2 separate regions of the Macaca mulatta genome follow, and region 2 is linked to region 1. Evidence: chromatin contacts called from public Hi-C data. All regions are on one chromosome and are shown on one strand. Each heading gives the region's core, a stretch centred on a gene start, on an enhancer-like site or on the middle of the called end of the contact. The rest is flanking DNA. Distances are from core to core; before and after follow the strand shown. Region 1 holds the start of KIAA1143. Region 2 holds the start of TMEM42 (transmembrane protein 42).

What was found. Hi-C and Micro-C count contacts between places; a contact is called where the count stands out from the background.
Region 2: a Hi-C map of CD4 T cells shows a contact between it and region 1, with 2.9 times the contacts expected there. The contact joins the promoter of TMEM42 here to the promoter of KIAA1143 in region 1. A contact is called at or near these places in 2 of 14 Hi-C or Micro-C datasets (CD4 T cells and liver).

What each region holds. Positions count from the first base shown.
Region 1 is chr2:108,088,708-108,095,508 of T2T-MMU8v2.0, reverse strand. It overlaps KIAA1143, which reads left to right and starts at 2,708. Exons shown (of 3, transcript NM_001266705.1): 1 at 2,708-2,850. The coding sequence starts at 2,743. KIF15 (kinesin family member 15) reads right to left here and starts at 2,685. Exons shown (of 34, transcript XM_077992276.1): 1 at 2,467-2,685. The coding sequence starts at 2,485.
Region 2 is chr2:108,196,810-108,203,854 of T2T-MMU8v2.0, reverse strand. It overlaps TMEM42 (transmembrane protein 42), which reads right to left and starts at 4,704. Exons shown (of 3, transcript NM_001194661.1): 1 at 4,491-4,704; 2 at 2,244-2,390; 3 at 906-1,548. The coding sequence starts at 4,682. The coding sequence ends at 1,408.

The DNA.
Region 1 (6,801 bases), core at 1,459-3,958:
TTATGCCCCAGGACATTGTTAAAAAACAATAGAGCAATCAGCTAACAATTACTGGAGTTTCACAGCTGTGTGCAGTCATGGAAAGAAAGAGATCCCTACCAAAACCACTGTGATCCCAGGATACAGGTGGGCATATCCAAAGCTGTGCTTTCCTGAGGAGCAACATCAAAGGCTTAACAGTATAGGAGGGAAATAGACTTCACTAAATTGATCCAGCCAGTTGCTAAGCAAATACACAATCAAACAACAACAAGAAGCCCCAGAAGGTAGGCTGCCAGCTCTTCATCTCTGCAGAGATCTGTGTAACTGATCAGATGGAAACTAAATAGATGGATACTGATCTGCGCTTATGTGAAACTTCCTGGTAAATCTAAAAGGAACCCAAAGTAAAATGTTTACTTAATAAAAAAAGAAGCAAAGTTAATGAGCAAATAGCGAGATAAAGTGAAATTTAAAACTACACAAATGTAGATAGTTCTGGCATTATTTCTAATTGAGATCTAAGGAACCATCACTGAGAAGTGCTAGGATTTGAACAAAGGCATGCTAAATCCAGATCTCCTACTCTGAGGCTGAGGCACAAGCACTGCTTGAACCCAGGAGGCAGAGACTGCAGTGAGCCAAGATTGTGCCAGTGCACTCCAGCCTGGGTGACAGAGCAACACTGTCTTTAAAAAAAAAAAAAAAGAAAAAAAAAAGGGAATTGTATATTTCACTTTTTCATTTCTCTGATTTACAGTCAGCAACTCATGGTGTCAATGTCACTAGAGATAGCCTTCATGGGGCCGGGTATGGTGGCTCACACCTGTAATCCCAAAACTTTGGGAGGCCAAGGTGGGCAAATCATGAGGTCAGGAGATCAAGACCATCCTGGCCAACATGGTGAAACCCCAGCTCTACTAAAAATAAAAAAATTAGCTGGGCGTGGTGGCCCGTGCCTGTAATCCCAGCTACTCGGGAGGCTGAGGCAGGAGAATCTCTTGAACCCCGGAGGTGGAGGTTGCAGTGAGACGATATTGCACCACTGCACTCCAACCTGGTGACACAGCAAGACTCTGTCTCAAAAAAAAAAAGCCTTCAGGGCACAAAGTAAAAGTTGTAAAGACCACTGCATGGGCTCTCTTCTCCCATGTGTTCCCACTTCATGCTCCAGGTCTCTGGGCTGCTGGGAAAGCAAGAAGCACTTTACCTGGGAAGTCATCAACCTCAATTTTGCCAACAAACTTAAGGGAGTGGAAAAGTTCCCCATGGCATCACCACCATCATAAAGGGAAGTGCTCCCACCACTTTAAGAAAGGCTCTCAAATTTGGTTTTCTTCTGAGCCCTTAGTCACATACATATATCTCATTAAATAAGCAGATACTTTACTTATTTAACAGGCATCAATTTTTTTGGCTTGAGTCCAGATCCATAAGGTGGAAACAAAGAACAAACAGTATGATTGTTCAGAAAGCAGGATGAACATTTCTCTCCAATAAGGTACCATTTTGTGAGCTCATAGTCCTTGAATACTGAAAATGATGAAGGAAAAGGAATATTTTAGATGGAAAAAGGTAGCATAAAGAGGTGTTCCAATAAAAGTGCGATCGACCTAAAAGGTTACTGAAACAACAAACCCATCAAAAACAACTATAATTGACAGAAAGCTAGAAACATTAACGCTGTTGGAAAGCTCAAATGACAGAAGTTCACAAATTCTTAATCATCTGATCTAGGCCTCTCCTTATTACCATTCAGACCACTCACAAAGATCCCATTAAATCAGCTCATAATCAGGTTCACAAAAACAAGACTCCTTAAGAGATGTGGCAATGTAAGAAGTGGCGCACGTACACAGGCACAGCAAAAGACTACATTAGTGAAAACTGTAGGGTTTATCATAAGCAAAAATGACAGTGCTCTCCTCCGTGAAAAAGAGAAAGAAATCGGACGGGTCTCCTTTAAGTGAAAATAGAGACTGTGACAACACAGACATTGCTGACATCTGTGTTTTAACATTCCATTTACTTAAGGGAAAAAGAGAAAGAAGTGTTTGGAATATAAATAAACCCTTCCCTATAGGAAGGTCAGAAATGTGGAAATACGCAGACGCTGGTGGGAGCAAAAGCCGATCCTGAAACAAGGATATCTAGAGAGGTAGCCCTGGTCGGGATGTGGGAAGAGGCCTGCGAAGAAACAGCAGAACCGAGGGAAAGAAAGGGAAGAACGGCAGGTCCACTGCTCATCCCGAGCGCCTACAACTGCGCCAGACTCCTAGCATGCGCACAGGACACGGAAGGGATGACCTTTTCGGCTAGCGTATTGTCTTTGAGCGACAGAGAGGGATTCCCAAACGCCCCCGCCCGTCACTCAGCTCCTGCAGTTCATGCCCAGCAAGAACCTTGCCGGCGGTCCGAGGTTGCCATCCTTTCACAGCTGTATTTGGGGGCAAAGATAGGGTAACGAAGTCTGGGGTCCAGACTTACTTTTGCAGCCGGGTGCCATAGCGCCCTCACCCCTCGATCCCGGGAACAATGCAGCCGACGCCTCCACCTCCCGACTGCGCCGCGCGCGACTGAATTCCTCCCGCTCAAGATGGCCGCGAATTTGAATTTGGCGCTTGTATCCGACGTTGACGCCCGAATGGAGGCCGCCATGTTGCCCGGTCTACGCATCAGGGGCGTGGTCCAGTTGACGTCACAGCTAAGCGCCTCTGTATCGTCGCGAATCGGTCGCGGAACCTGTCTTTACCTAGAGCTACCATGAGCAAGCGGAACCAGGTATCGTACGTACGGCCAGCCGAGCCAGCGTTTCTGGCCCGCTTCAAGGAACGGGTCGGCTACAGGGAGGGACCCACCATAGAGACTAAGGTGAGCCCTCACCAGTCGTGTTACTTCGGAAGCGCGGCCAGCCTGCCACTTTCAACTTTTGCCTTTACTTGGAGGGTGGGTGCTGTCGGGTCCCTCTTTTCACCCGCGCTCGGCACCAATTCCGGTGGAACTCGGACCCCCAGCCTGGTTCTTTTCAAGCGACTACAGCCCCCTACGCCCAGAAAGCTCTGTAGGTTTCAGAGCGCTGCTGTTTTCCTAAAAATGACCTTACATGTAAACCGCCTGGTCCTTGGTAGATGGTAAAGAAAGATCACTTTCTTGTCTCTTCTTTCTCTCTTGTTTACCTCAAAAGCTGTGAGTTCGCAGGGTGAGTTAGAGTTACAGCGTCGTCCCATATTCCAGATAAGGACACAGGCCACTCGATCAAATGACCCCCGCCCGAACCGTGTCCTAGGACTCGAGTGTGGAACGTCTTCGGAGGAATGTCCTGAATCTGTTTCTATGCTTTGTTAAGTTAAAAAAAAAAAAATTAAAAAATATAGAGAGAAGGTCGGGCACAGTGGCTCACGCCTGTAATCCCAGCACTTTGGGGGGCCGAGGCAGTCGGATCGCGAGGTCAGGAGATCTAGACCATCCTAGCTAACACAGTGAAACCCCGTCTCTACCAAAAATATAAAAAATTACCTGGGCGTGGTGGCGGGCGCCTGTAGTCCCAGCTACTCAGGAGGCTGAGGCAGGAGAATGGTGTGAACGCGGGAGTCGGAGCTTGCAGTGAGCGGAGATCGCGCCACTGCACTCCAGCCCGGGCGACAGAGCAAGACTCCGTCTAAAAAAACAAACAAACAAAAAAAGTAGCCAAAAGCCCTAAATATCCTGGGTCTAAATAGAAGAAGAGGAGCTTCAGGAAAGAGCCACACCTGACTACTGTTGTTTAGGGCTGAAGGGATCAGTATTGAACACATGAATGACAAGAAAGCAAAACAGCTTAAGTTGCTGATACAGAGAAAGTTTTAGTGGTCTAGATAGAAGAGCAAACCAGCCACAACATTCCCTTTAACCAAAGTGTAATCTAGAGCAAGGTCCTAACTCTTTTCAATCCTATGAAGTCTGAGACATGTGAGAAAGCTGCAGAAGAAAAGAGTGAAGCTAACAGAGGTTGGTTCATGAGGTTTAAGAAAAGAAGCCATCTCCATAACATAAAAGTATGAGATGAAGAAGCAAATTATTCAGATCTAGCTAAGATAGTTGATGAAAATGGTTGCACTAAACAGGTTTTCAATGTAGATGAAACAGCCTTCTATTGGAAAAAGATGCCATCTAGGACTTTGTTTTTTTTGTTGGTGGTGGTTGTTTTTGAGACAGGGTCTCACTCTGTCACCCAGGCTAGAGTGCAGTGGTGCAATCACAGCTCACTGCAGCCTTGACCTCCTGGGCTCAAGTGATCCTCCTGCCTCAGTCTCCCAAGTAGCTGGGACTACAGGCACGCACCACCACTGGGTAATTTTTGTATTTTTTTATAGAGACAGGATCCCACTGTGTTGCCAAGGCTGGTCTCAAACTCCTGGACTCAAGCAATCCTCCCACTTTAGCCTCTCAAAGCCTCTCAAAAAACACTATGCCTGTCCCATTTAGGACTTTCATAGCTAGAGAGAAGTCAGTGACTGGCTTCAAATTTTCAAAGGACAGGTTAACACTCGTTAGGGGCTAATGCAGCTGGTGACTTTTAAGTTGAAGTTAATATTTACCATTCCAAAACTCCTAGGGTCCTTAAGAATTACACTAAATCTCATCTACCTGTGCTCTAGAAATGGAAAAACAAAACCTTGATGACAGCACATCTCTTTATAGTATGGTTTACTGAATTATTTTAAGCCCACTGTTGAGACCTACTGCTCAGAAAAAAAAGATTATTTCAATATATTACTGCTGATTGACAATACACCTGGTCACCCAAGAGCTCTGATGGAGATCTACAAGGAGATTAATGTGGTTTTCATGCTTGCTAACACAACATCCATTCTGCAGCCCATGGATCAAGGAGTAATTTCTATTTTCAGTCTTATTGTTTAAGAAATAACAGCCAGGCACAGTGGCTCACACTTGCAATCCCAGCACTTTGGGAAGTCAAGGCAGGTGGATTGCTTGAGCCCAGGAGTTCAAGACCAGCCTGGCCAACATGGTGAGACCCCATCTCTACAAAAAATACAAAATTTAGCCAAGTGTGGTGGCATGCACCTGTGGTCCCAGCTACTTGGGAGGCTGAGGTGGGAGGATCCCCTGACCCCAGGTAGGTTGAGGCTGCAGTCAGCCATGATCGCACCACTGCACTCCAGCCTGGGTAACCGAGCCAGACCCTGTCTCAAAACGAAACAAAACAAAACAAAAAGTCAAAACATTTGTAAGGCTACAGCTGCCATGGATAGTGATTCCTCTGATGCATCTGGATATTGTAAATTGAAAACTTTATGGAAAGGTTTCACCATTCTAGACACGTTAAGAACATCCATGATTCATGGGAAGAGGGCAAAATATCAGCATTAACAGGAATTTGGAAGAGGTTGATTCCAACCTTCATGGATGACTTTGAGAGGTTCAGGCCTTCAGTGGAGGAAGTAATTGCAGGTGTGGTAGAACAAGGAAAAGAACTAAAATTAGAAGTAGAGCCTGAAAATGTAATTAAGTTGTTGCAGTCTCATAAAAATTGAACACATGAGTTGCTTCTTATTGATGAGCAAAGAAAGTGGTTTATTGAAATGGAATCTACTTCTGGTGAAGATGCTGTGAACATTGTTGAAATGTCAACAAAGGATTTAGAGTAAACTTACTTGGTAAAGCAGCAGCAGGTTTAAGAGGACTGATTCCAATTTTGAAAGGAGTTCAGCTGTGGGTAAAATGCTATGAAACAGCATTGCAGCATCACAAAAGAGAAATCTTTTGTGAAAGGAAGACTCAATTAATGCAGCAAACTTCATCATTGTCTCATTTTAAAAAATTGCCACAGCCACCCCGCCTTTCAGCACCCACCACCCTCATCAGTCAACATCCATCAGCATCAAGGGCAGACCCTTCACTGGCAAAAAGATGAGGACTCACTGAAGGCTCAGATGAGCTTTAACGTTGTTAGCAATAAAGTATTTTTAAATTAAGGTGGGTACATCTTCCAAACTCCTGTTAATGTTAATATTTTGCCTTCTCCCATGAATCGTGGATGTTCTTAATGGGATCTAGATTTTTTTTAGACATAATGATACTGCATACTTAATACTAACTGTAGTTAGTGTATAGTGTAAACATAACTTTTATGTAAACTGGGAAACCAGAAAATTTGTGTGACAGTTTATTTTGATGCTTGCTTTGTTGTGGTGATCTGGAACCAAATCTGTGGTATCTTCAAGGTATGCCAGTAGGATGAGTATGTGCTAACCCCATGCACTGTGCCAGGCTCTGAAAGGATGAAGAGATGGATCTCCAAAATGCCATGTTCTTTAACACTTCCTGCCCTATTTTCACAGGTCACCATCTCTCCGAAACCCTTCAAAGCTCTCCAAACAGTTACTCTTTCTCTGTTTTTCTCTTTACCTTATCCATATCTTACCTATAACACTCATTTTATATTGCAACTACTTGCTTTCCTGTTTATCTTCACCACTAGATTGAACTCTTTAAGTTAGTATCTTAATCCTTCCATATTTTCCCAGCACCTAGCACAGTGCCTGGCACTAAGTAGTGGTCTTGTATTTGTTAATGACTCTGCTTGTTATCAGGTTAGACTTCGTGGAGGAGGGATATTTAGGTAGACTCTTGAGCATGGTTAGGTCAGTAGGTAGAGATGAAGAGAATAGCATGGGTAAAGGTGTAGAGATTTGAGAGTCATGGACTATATATAGCAGTATTAGAGGGACTAGTGGAGGTGAGGTCATGTGGACTATTTAGTAAGCAACAGGGAGCCATTTTTTTCTTAGAGGTAACACAGGGAATGACTGATCCCCA
Region 2 (7,045 bases), core at 3,455-5,954, 110 kb before region 1:
ATCAGGTCCCTCTCAACTGCAGGAAATGCATTAAGACTTGGGGCCAGAGATCAGACTCAGGAGAGCTGAGAGGGCCCTCAGACACCCCAGGGGAGAAGTGAAGCAGGTAAGTGCCGGGCTTGAAGCTCTGTGCTGGGAAAGTGTGCAGGCAGCACACAGCCCACTTTGAACTAGGAATTACATTCACACGGTCTAAGATACAAAAAGAACAAGGAGGCCAGGTGCAGCGGCTCACGCCTGTAATCCCAGCACTTTGGGAGGCCGAGGCAGGCAGATAACGAGGTCAGGAGATTGAGACCATCCTGGCTAACACAGTGAAATCCCGTCTCTACTAAAAATACAAAAAATTAGCTGGGTGTGGTGGTGGGTGCCTATAGTCCCAGCTATTCAGGAGGTTGAGGCAGGAGAATGGCATGAACCCGGGAGGCGGAGCTTGCAGTGAGCTGAGATTGCACCACTGCCCCTCCAGCCTGGGTGACAGAGACAGACTCCGTCTCAAAAAAAAAAAAAAAAAAAAAAAAAGAACAAGGGGATCTGAGAAAGAAAAGCAAACGACAGAAGAGCCCTAAAGGTAAACGCTGGAGGAACAGAGTGGCAGGGAAGGGAGGGACCTCTGAACCACTTTCTTTCCCTAGTAAGTAAAACAAGGTCTCCAAAGGGAGGTCAAACTTTTCTCCTTGAGAGCACCAGGAAAAATGAGCAGACCCTGTGCAGTTCAAAGAGCCTTAGGCTGTGTGACCTCAGGAAGTAACCACAAGATCAAGCTCTAGCAGGTGTCAGAGCAATGAGGCCACAAGGCTTCTGTACCTGCCTCACTCTCCTGCCTCCTTCACACCAGGATTTCAGCTCACTCTGGCTCCCTCTTACTCCAAAGGGAAGGAAAGAATTAAGACACTGTACCTGGTAGTTTTAACTTACAAAAAAAAGTATTTATTCACCCAGTTTTCCTCTTCTTGCCATAATACATAAGCATGACACAGATGGCCTGATACATCAGCATGGAATTGTCAGAAGGCCCCACCAGTCACTGCTTCTAGAGTTACATGACTGGCTTTTGTTTGGCAACAGGATAATAATTACAGCGTGGTTTCAAGTACCATACACAAAGCAGACCAACCCCAGGATCTCCAGCATCTGCGAAGGCTCACTGGTGTGGGCCTGGGAGCAAGAATCCAAAGCACTGCACAGATGATCAAAACGCTTCCAGTAGAACACTGCTGTGGCTGCACCTCTCCTTACAGAGCCAGAGTTGTCCACCCTCAAGCCTGCTCCGTCAGAGGCCTGCTTCCCTTGGCTGATGGTCAGAAGGCTGCACAACTGGGTCGCCCTAGGACACAGTCCCACATGCCATCCCAAGGCTGGGCCACCATCGTGATCTCTCCAGCTAGTCCGTCCAGCCAAGTGGTGCTACTGCTGCTTGTGTGGAAGGGGCTTCCAGATGGGCGGAAGCTTCCTGTGGATCAGGGTGAGTCCGCAGAGAATGAGGAACACTCCTCCCCACCACAAGACCTCCTGGCACTCTCCATACAGCACATAGCCCAGGAAGGCCTGTGGGACAAAGACAATTGTGAGGGACTCAACTTCAGCGGGTGGGCACAACCTCACTCTCCTGGGACTAACTTCCTTCTAAGGGTGCCAGAAGGAAAGGTCTGGAGCCAGAAGCCTTGGGCCTGAAACCTACTTGTCACCTTCATCAAGTCACTCTATTCAATCTCACCTGCATGAATGGAGAGGCTACCTCCCTCACTGCACTGGACCTCAGCAAAGCACACAAGAAAGACCCAGTAGAGGCCAGCAGGTAGACACAGCTGGTACCTGGTATTTGTTTCTCTCTCAATTCAAGATTGACTAGGCTCAGCTCCATCTTGTCAACCTCAGATTACATAGGGAAGAAAAGTCTCTGGGAATCCCAATGCTCTAAATCTCATGGAGCCTTGAGTGCACAGAAACCTAGGAAACAGCTAGGATGCACAGTGACTTCAGAATGAGGGCTCCACCCTGGAGGCACAGCAAGCAAGCAGGCTTTTTACTGTCAGGCTTCACTCAAATCTAACTTGAGAATTCCTCCATGATTAGAATTACATTTGCTTCATGAATAGAGCATCATCCAGGGGTCAAGCCACAGCCCAACCTCTGCTTCAGTTCCTGTCCTTTCTCCTGTCTGGGAAAGGAGGGGTTACCCAAAGACAACTCACCCAGAACCCAGATTTAGGATAAGAGCACCACACCCTCAGGCTACTCACCGAGCTGAGGATATTTGAAAAAGTCACTGTGACAGATGCAATGGCTGAAGACATGGAGAAACTGAGGCCCCGGCTAAAGAAGGTCCACATCAGAGAATTGGTGCTCGCCATCACAATAATGCCTAAGACGCATAAACCCATGCTCACCTGCAGGAGAAAGTGTCACTGCAGCCACATCCACCCTGCACAGCAACCTGCAGACCCCCTCACAGCACAGCCAGCGCTGTGGCTGCTGGCACCCAGGCTCCTACTGAGCTCCCACTACAGCTCAGAGGGCCTCAGAGCTTTTCTGCACAGGGCTTCATTTAACCCTCAGTGGGCAGCAGACCCATCTTACAAGTAAAGCAAATTCAGAGAAGACACTCATTTGGCCACCTTGCTGGCCATACGATCTTGGGAAGAAGCAAAATGCTAATCCAAAGTCAGTATTTTCTACTGACACCAGCCCCTTATTGGTCTTACAATGACCAGTGCCTGAAGATCAGTCCCAGAGGGCCAAGTAGTTCTTACTCCGTAGGTAGTATGAGTTAAGTCAGGGATGGAGTTCTTACTTCTTGAGATCAGGGAAAGCACGAATTAGCGATGTATGCTCTGTATTCCCACCCCCAAATCCTATACAAGTTATAGCCCAGCAAGGCTCACCCCCTCTGGGCATTCTTGAGCTTTTACTCTGTGTTAGGCCCTGTGCTAAGAGTTTAAGCATTCTCATTTATTCCTTAACTTCATTTTACAGATAAAGACCCAGGGGCATCAAGTAACTTTCTTAAAGTGCTACCGTGATGAGAGCCACCAGGCTTCACAATCAGGCAGTGTACCTCCATGCTCTTAACTAGGACACAGTCCTGCCTGGGGGAAACACCACCTCAGACTATTTAGTGATCCCAGACATTCCTTGGAGAACTTGCAGATAATTTCTTTCTTTTTTAAAGGAGAAAGTCTCAAGAAAAGAGAGGATCTTTAGAAGCCTCCTACACAAAGGATATGCAGCCCCCCTTGCTTGGTGGTGAGTTAGAAGCCGGCCTGGAGACAAGGCGAGGAGGGGAGGGTGCGGGGGGCGGAATCTAAGTATCATATTTATTACTTGTAGTGGTTTCTCAGCAGCTGAACACATAGTGTCTTGAGAAAAAGGTGCTTTCTTATAACTTACACCAGAGTGTCCAGTCTTTTGGCTTCCCTGGGCCACACTGGAAGAATTGTCTTGGGTCACACATATAATACACTAGCACTAATGATAGCTGATGAGCTAAAAACAGTAAAAATAAAATCGCAAAAAAATTCATGTTTTCAGTTTACAAATTTGTGTTGGGTCGCGAGTTGGACAACCTTGTCTTACACAAAGCAGCATATGGGCCAGTGGCAACCTGCTTACATAAAGGGTTATGAAGGTCTGGTTCATGACAACAAACTTCATGGCCCATACAAAGTTATTCATTTTACTTTCGACTACCTACCCTATGAACTACACCCAATGGGATACTAACCTCAAGCATGGCAGCTCCTACTGGATTAGCCCTAAATAGGCTTAACCCTAAATAATCAGTGACCACTGTCCAGGTCAGAGGCTAACCCTGGGCTGCAGATGCAATGAAACCCCTCTAGCAAGCAGAGGCTGGTCTACGACATGGGACGGGAGAGGCAGAGATACACCTTAGCAGACGCCAGGAGGCAAGTTTGGGAGTTCTCAGCGTCAGGAAAACAACCAGAACGTCTCTGTCAGTATCTGCTTATGCCTACAGTATCCCAAACTCCCAATTTTCCTGGTAGTGGGGCAGACAGGTCATCTGGTCACAATACCCGTTAATTACGGAGTAAAGGGATGGGCAACAGGCTTCTCACCTTAAGAGTCACGTGGAGAGAAATGTTCAGGCACAAGGGACTTAAAATGAGAGGTAGAGGGTGGATGTAGGAGGTGTAGGTCTTCCCCGAGAGCGAACTAGCCCAACCGGAGAAAAGGTTTTAGGTCCCTGGTAAGGGAGGAGGCCTCAGTCCCCGACGTCTCTTACCGCCTACACTGGACGAGGGTTTGGCGTGATTAGAGGCGAAACACACTCTCCCACCCCAGCTGACCGCAGCGCCGTGCGCGGCCGGGGGCCCCAGCCGGACAGACCGGCGAGGGTGCGGCGGCGCCCTGTGCCCACCCCCGCCCCACCCCAGGAGCCCCGCGGGCCCCGCAGCGCCCCTCCTCCGCCCAGCGCCGCCCAGCCCGCCCGCCCGCAGCAGCAGCAGCAGCAGCGCCCCGGGCTCGACCTCGCTGCCGAAGGCCAGCTTGGCGGAGGCGGCGGCCAGGGCCCCGAACGCGCCGGCGCACAGGCAGTTGAATACGCCCCAAAAGCGGCGCCGCATTGCACCCGCCTGGAGGTGCGGAGGGAATTCCGCAGGGGTGTCGGGGTAGGCGGTCGCAGACACGGCGCCGCCCGGAGGCCGCGGCCTCTCGGCCATGTTGCCCGCTGCCACCGTGCCTGGCGCCAGCCGCCAGCAGGACCGAGCGCGCGCCACGATTGGACGGCAGCCTCACGTGACGCGGCGCTCCCGTGACGCGGCGCTCCCGCAGGCACTTTGGGAATCGCTCCCCGGCGCCTCGGAGGGGGCGGGCCAGGGGGCGTGGCAGAGCCTCAGGGCTATGGTGGCCTCAGGCTTACTCTGTAGTAGGTTTGTGCTTCCCGAGAGGACGCCGGGACCCGAGGCCTAAGGCCGAGCCGGGTACTGTGGACGCTGTGGTAGTAGGTAAACATCTCGCGGCTTAGCCGTCTCCATCCCGGCCACCGGGTCCCGGTGAAAGTTATTAAAGATGCCGAACGGGCCCCGCCTCGGCCCACCGAGTCCATACAGGTCGACCAGGCCTCCTCCGCTCCACCCTCCAGCCTGAGGACGCCGTACCGAGATCTTCGGCAGAGGGCGCTGGGTACCGTTAGACCCAGAAAGACGCCAGAGCCCCAGATGGGGACAAGCGCATCACAGAAAACCAAAAAATGCGGATCCGCGATGAGAGGAAGATAGTAATCCATAATCAAGCCACGCAGAATCAACATGACTTCTAATCTCCTATTGCACTTACATGTTTAAAATGTTTACGGCCGGGCGTGGTAGCTCACGCCTGTAATCCCAGCGCTTTGGGAGGCCTAGGCGGGCGGATCACCTGAAGTTGGAAGTTCCAGACCAGCCTGACCAACATGGAGAAACCCCGTCTCTACTAAAAATACAAAATTAGCCAGGCGTGGTGAGCATGCCTGTAATCCCAACTACTCGGGATGCTGAGGCAGGAGAAGCGCTTGAACCCAGGAGGCGTTGGTTGTGGTGAGCCCAGATCGTGCCATTGCACTCCAGCCTGGGCAACAAGAGTGAACTCCGTCTCAAAAATAGAAATAAAATGTTCCCATTTAAAAATTACATTCCCTTGAAAATAAAGTGGTGTTGAAATGTATAAAGTGCTGTTGCAACTCTCCAGGAAAATCAATGTTAATAGAGCATTTTTCTATATGTCTATTGTTATATACAGTTAAAGTGTTTTAAAAAATTATAGAATGTATATGCATTTTTTAAACAAAAATTATTTCGCAGTTGAACATACTGATCAGCAGCATTCTTTTTGTATCTTATGTTTAGCAACTTTTTATGGAAGTCCTTCCACACTGTGCTGCTTCTCTCACAGGGTGGTTTTGTGGCTCAAATAAAAGCACGGATAAGGCTGAGCGCGGTGGCTCACACCTGTAATCCCAGCACTTTGGGAGGCTGAGGTGGGTGACTATGAGGTCAGGAGTTCAAGACCAGCCTGGTCAAGATGGTGAAACTCCATCTCTACTAAAAGTACAAAAAAAAATTAGCCAGGCATGGTGGCAGGCACCTGTAATCCCAGCTACTCGGGAAGCTGAGGCAAATAATTGCTTGAACCTGGAGGCAGAGGTTGCAGTGAGCCGAAATTGCACCACTGCCTTCTAGCCTGGGTGACAGAGTAAGACTCTGTCTCAAAAAAAAAAAAAAAAAAAAAAAAAAGCACGGGTAATTTCAGTAACGCCGATATAGTACAAACTGTCCCATTTTGCAGATGAGGAAATAGGCTCAGAGGTCTCACTGCACCACTCCATTGAGTAAAGAGCTGCTCAAAGATGATACCCTCTGAAAGCTCTTATGAGGAAATCAAGAGGTGTTGCATTGATCAACTCTGCATGCATTAAGAATGTAAAGCGAATTTTCTTAGAACAAATGATGCCTCTACTAGTACTAAAGGTTAAGCATCTCAGAGCCACCTCCTCTGTAAAGCCGTCTCTGCTACTCCCCTACCTTCATACCAGTCCTGTGGTTGTTCCTCTGGTTGTCTGTCTCTCTGCTAGCCTGCAAGCTCCTTGAGGGCAGGGACTATATCGTTGTTAATCTCCGGGTCCCCAGCCCTGGTGATGATGGGCTAAAGTGATGCCATCCTCAGACACTGCTGAGAAGTGATTTCTGCCTCTTCGAAACTACTGTGTACACACATCACCTAGGGATCTTGCTAAGATGAAGATTCTGATTAGGTCTACAGCTAGACTGAATTTTGTTTGTTTTTAGAGGGACACAGGGTCTCTGTCACCGAGGCTAGGGTGCAATGGTGTAATCATGGCTCACTTCAGCCTTGAGCTGCCAGGCTCAAGCCATCCTCTCCATTCAGCCTCCTGAGTAACTAAGACTACAGGCATGTACCATCAAACCCAGACAATTTTTTCTTTTTCTTTTTTTTTTTTGAGACAGGGTCTTGCTTTGCCAGCCTGGCGTACAATGGCGGATCATAGCTCACTGCAGCCTCAACCTGCTGGGCTCAAGTGATTCTC